Linked DNA regions of Zea mays: region 1 is linked to region 2. The links are chromatin contacts, called in public Hi-C maps. All regions are on one chromosome and are shown on one strand. The core of a region is the stretch at or near the end of the contact, and the rest is flanking DNA. Distances in the headings are between cores, read along the strand shown. Region 1 holds the start of LOC100194244. Region 2 overlaps LOC103646597 (dynamin-related protein 3A).

Region 1 (2,700 bases), core at 160-2,659, 370 kb after region 2:
GACCCAGAGTAGTTGAGTGTTGTTTCACAGTGATCGTATGGTGCAAGGACCTAGCGCATGCCTTTTGTCCTTCCTCATGGAGACGTGGACTCGTTGCTCATGTCGACACGACGAAGTCGACCACCTTCGACTTTGTTAGGCCTTTGTGTAGTACTCGAAGGCTGACCCCTTCGTAGGTCACCCGATTGACTTTGCTGTCAGAGTGGAAGGGGCGGATCCCATCACCTTTGAGATCCGTTACCAGGCATTCGCTTCTTTCTTGCTTGAATGGTCGTCTGACACTTTGGTAGCAGGTTAGTGTGCAATGCAAAGAGATCGAGGGGTCGTTCTGTCTTCGCTCCAACACACAACACAATAGAAAGCCACACGTAGCACAATGCTCCTACATAGTACCATCTCGCTAGCTGAAAAGGGATGAACAACCAAGCGGTCTAAAAAAAGGTCGACATCTTTTTCAACTCATACATTTCTTGGCTTTTTGTTAAGATAAGTGTAATATTTATTATTATTAATTTAATATCTGATGTGAATCATATGTTTACTCCGATATTAAATTTATTTTATGAATATCAAATATGATTATATTGCGACGGATATTGTACTAGTGTTTTTTCTAATTGGAGTCACTCCGTTCTAGTTACTTTGTAACCAAACAACAACAAAACTGGGACAGAACAGCTCCGTTCTACTTGGCTCTTCAACCAAACACTACCTAAGAGTTTCATCAACAAAATACTCGCTCCATTTCAATTTATATTTCGTTTGACTTTTTAACCTTAGGTTTGACTGACTCGTCTTATTAAAAATTTAATAATTAATATTAATTTTTGTTGTGATATTGTTTAGTGTATAATATACTTTAAATATGGCTTTATTTTTTTCAAAAATTGATTAGGACAAGTCAGTTAGATGTATTTTAAAAAAAGTTAAATAAATTATAATTTAGAACAGAGGGAGTATTTTGTTAATCCGAACAACTGGGTCTAAGTTATTTTCTGCACAAATGAACCGGTTGCATGGGATCCGGATCATCGGCAGTCGAACAGTCTGACAGGTCCTCCGGCGTCGACGCGTGAGAGCAGTCGACTGCCGAGTATCCCAATCCGTTGCATCCGTCGGTGACGGGCGAACTTTGAATGCACGCTACCAAAAGAGGTTGGAAACGCTGACTACTCAGCACTGGAAAAAGTACACTGAAAAACTTGTTGAAGTGAAATAACGACAAAAAGAAAATATGGAGTTTTTCATGGCGGAAAGGAGCCTGCCAGCCTGGGCGACCCTTTTCAATAGCCGACACGTCGAGAGGAGCCCCTTGTTGCAGCGTGAGTGCAGCAGGCACAGGGAAGGGGACAACGTCAAGATCCTGTCCTCTGCGTCGACTGTCGAGGGATCGGCATGGCGTTGAGGGTGTCCCCCGTGTCGCATGGCGCCGCGGCAGCGCCGCTGCCGCCGCTCGCCCGGAGGAGGATGGCCCGTGGGGTGGTGGTGGCCATGGCGTCCACCATCAACAGGTGAGCACAGCGGATCCCTCGCCTCTCGCTGTCTTCCTGACCGTGAGATGCTTTTTTGCGGAAACGTGTCGGTTGTTGGGAGCCACAATCGTTGGGGTAAGTGATATTCCCGATCTGCATTGACTTGGTCTGCTGGATCGAAGCAAATCACTGGTGAAAGTTTTACCTTTGCGATTGATTCGTGATCTGGGTGGGGCAGAGATGCCACATTGTTTTTTTCCTCCTCCCACCCCCTCGTTTTTATCGAGATCCACGATTTTGGATACATTTGTGACTGATTTGTTGTCTTCATCTCTCAGTTGATTTTTTTTATCTATCAGTCGATTTTTTTTTTGTTTCATCTCTCAGTCAATTGCGGCGGTATTAGTACATGCAGAAAGTAGTTGGCTGTTGATGTCTCAAACTTGTTCAAATCTGCTGATGGCGATTGAGATGTCGTGAGCTTAAGAAACGATTGGTTTACATCAGGGATTACCATCCCGTTTTGAAATCGAATTCCACCAGGCGCCGAAAACGAGATTACCGTCCCGTTTACATCAGGGATTACCATCCCGTTTTGACTTTACATTCTTTCTAAGGCTCTCTCCGGCAACTCTATGTCTCATTCCCTATTGCACCTTTTATTTTAAACTCCACTAAACAAACAATGTTATCTACAGCAAACAATGTTTTATACGTGTAATATTACATCCTAATTTGTCAATTAAACAACTAGATTTTGTCACTCTATTTGATGATGATAATAAATATGTTCGTTTTAGAGACTATGATGTAAGAATTTGTCAAACTTCACTCCAATCATAACATAACTTATGTTCACCGGACGAAATTAGGATTCATATCAATTAATCACGATTAGTCGGACGACTTAAGCGATTAATCGTGATTGGTCCAAACCGACTTGGACGATTAATCGTGACTAATCGCTATTAATCGGACGAGTAAACATTGAGCGTCACAAGAACACTTTGAAATATAGATGATTATCAATAGTCAAACTGATGCATTTGATACTCTGAAACAGTAAGAAAGCAATCACTACCTGCCATCAAACATAAGAAGTGGTTACTAAACTGAGGATGAAATGATAAAGATGTATTGTTAATTGTGGAGTGTCGTATATTTATTAACATGAATTTTGCAGTGTGTTGGTTGTGCTTTAGTTGATCAAACATTGCACTTGGTTCTC
Region 2 (2,700 bases), core at 180-2,679:
ATTAATGCTACAAAGATACAATGATATTGATGAAGATGTTAGTAATAGAATCAAAACAGGGTGGCTGAAGTGGTGACATACATTTGGCATTCTATGTGACAAGAGGTACCACAAAAGATTAAACACAAGTTTTATAGGACGACGATTAGACCTAAAAAGACATGTTCAACACATAAGTGTTGCAAAAATGTGCATGTTGTATTGTATTTATGGCCATACAAGAAGGATTGAGTCCGGAATGATGATATACGTGATAGGCTAGGGTAGCACTAGCACCAATTAAAGAAAAACTTGTTCAACACCGGTTGATATGGTTTGGACATGTCCAACATGCAGTAGAGGCCTTCAAAGGCACCGATGTGTAGTGGGATCCTAAAGCAAGATAGTAATGGGAAGAGGTAGATGAAGACCGAAGTTGATATGGGAAAAGACAATAAAAGGAGACTTGAAAGGATAAGATTTGACTTTGATTAGGAGTGAGTGCATGGAAAACAACTATTCACACGACTGAACCTTTATTTGTGGCTTTTGTTGGGTTTCAACACTAGCATACCCTAACTTGTTTAGGACTAAAAAACTTTGTTGTTATATTTTTCTGATTGCAACAACTAGAAATCATATGTGTGTGTTTTTAAGAAAGCAGGAATAGTTTACTTGGTCTTATTGTAGCTCTTTAGATTGCATTACATTGAAATTTGATGCTTATCTTATTACATGCAAGGTGATGTCTTCTTTCTATCTTTCGGTTTAAATTCTCTCAAAGCTATATTCCTCTAACATTTTATTGTTTTCTCACTTTCAGCCTTTTCTTCCATGGTGGAAGGGAAAAACAGGGTGTCTACAGATAAACTTTCTGGTGGAGCAAGGATACACTACATTTTTCAGTCAATATTTGTCAAGAGTCTGGAGGTTTGTGAAAGAAATAGCTTTAAATATTTAGCTAGCAGGCATGTGAATGTGAGGATGACTCACTAAGTCACCGAAACCATGAGGATAAGAATTCTATAATAACGAGTGAGAAATGGACATTGAACAATATATATATTTTTGAATAAGACAACCATCATGGATGGCGACTTTTATCCTTTCTTATTTTGGTTAATAATGCATTATTCTTTTTTATGTTAATATAGATTAAGGACTTTAGAACTTTACATTATACACAATATAGTTCTAATAAGGTGCCCCCCTCTTGATACGTGTCGTGCTGTAGCTATCGAGAAAGTTTCCTGCCGTAGGGTTTAGACACTTAGACTTGAACCTTGGATTTTCTTTTTTGTTTTCCTTGTGTCGCCTCTCATGGGCGACATAGGCAGAACTAGCAGCCAGCGTGGAGTGAGGCCCATGGCGGGTGTGGTACTACCGACTTGCTCAGCCTTGGCTTGGCAGTAGTGTGAGGCCCATGGCAGGCGTTGAGTGAGGCATGCGATGGCAAGGTGCTATGGGGGTGGCAGCGGTAGCTACTTTTGGGGGCAGGCAAGGCTACTGGAGGGGGTGCTTGTCGGCGAGGCGAATGAGGTAGGCCTGTGACTGGCATAGGAGGAGACCAGCAGTCTTGCGTCGGTAGCGATGTCAGCATGGTTTGTCTCTGGGTGCCCTGATGGCACACGACAGCCATAGCTGGCCACAACAACCCTGCTGTGGGCATGACCTTTCATTTTCATATATGCAATGGGTCTGAGTTTAGCTCACGAGCAGTGTGTGGTTGCGTGCAATGGCCGAGATGAGCAACTTCACCTGACATCGCAGGAGCAGCTGCTTTACCCCACACATTGTTCTGTGACCACAAGCCGCTGTACTTGCAGGACCGGCTGACAAGCAGTGGTGCGGCCTTTTGTGTAGGTGTGAGGAGGGATGTGTTGGGCACAATCCTTGTCCAGCATTAGCCGGAGCAAATGAAGGTGACACTTCTGGGTGTTGTTTCCTTGTAGATGTCGCTGGGGCACCTCTCCTCATCCTGCAGAGTTCTTCAGAGGAACTCAGCATCTTATCCTTCCTGCAGGTGCCTAGGAGATCCTGCACTTCCTTGATGGATGCTGGTCCGTGTGGGACATTTATCTCCAAGCCTTTTGTTCACTACTTGCTTGCGGCACATCTATGGCTCTTGTAGGGTGGATCAGTGGCGAAGTTGGAGCTGCTTTCGTTGTGGCTTGTAGGGTGGATCAGTGGCGAAGTTGGAGCTGCTTTCGTTGTGGGGTGGGACAAAGCTTTGCAGTGATGACATGCTGTGTTCACTTTCTTTGGAGTCTGGGGCTTCTTGTGAGTAGGTGGCGGCGTGTTAGGGCTTTGGCTGATGTTCGTTGTGGGAAGTCGGAGCAGCTTATCATTATAACTTGTGATAAGTTTCGCAACGATGACGTGCGGTGGGCTCTGTCGGTTGTGTGTAGTTGGGTTGCTTAGGTTTAGTTGTCTAGGTTGCTGTGTTTAGGTCACCTGTTCTCCTTTAATAAACTGTGACTGATGTTTTTAGGCCTGGTTTTCCTAATAAACTTGGTCAATTCTATTTCTTCTTAGCTGAAAGGCAGATCTCTTGCCATTGTGTTAAAAGAAGTTTCCTGCCATCCTAGTACTGGATATTTCTCAGTTTAAGTTGTGCTTCAGGCAAACAACAGTTAAGCTTTGGTCATAGTATCTTTTGGCTGCTAAGTCTGACTTTATGCCTCTTGCCTCCCTTATTAACACACTCTGGGAAAAAAATGT

The links. Hi-C and Micro-C count contacts between places; a contact is called where the count stands out from the background.
Region 1: a Hi-C map of endosperm shows a contact between it and region 2, with 3 times the contacts expected there. The contact joins the promoter of LOC100194244 here to the enhancer-like site in region 2. A contact is called at or near these places in 6 of 25 Hi-C or Micro-C datasets (endosperm, leaf, tassel and 1 more).

Annotation. Positions count from the first base shown.
Region 1 is chr2:76,449,169-76,451,868 of Zm-B73-REFERENCE-NAM-5.0, forward strand. LOC100194244 reads left to right here and starts at 1,410. Exons shown (of 3, transcript NM_001139285.1): 1 at 1,410-1,511. The coding sequence starts at 1,468.
Region 2 is chr2:76,082,817-76,085,516 of Zm-B73-REFERENCE-NAM-5.0, forward strand. LOC103646597 (dynamin-related protein 3A) reads left to right here. Exons shown (of 20, transcript XM_020548340.3): 9 at 803-909. Among protein-coding and RNA genes, the nearest start is that of LOC103646597, 25 kb to the left of the region's middle. Within about 2 kb of position 1,430, at least 1 of the 20 cell types and tissues checked has an H3K27ac peak or open chromatin away from gene starts, as enhancers often do. A contact at or near this core is called in endosperm, where this site is marked.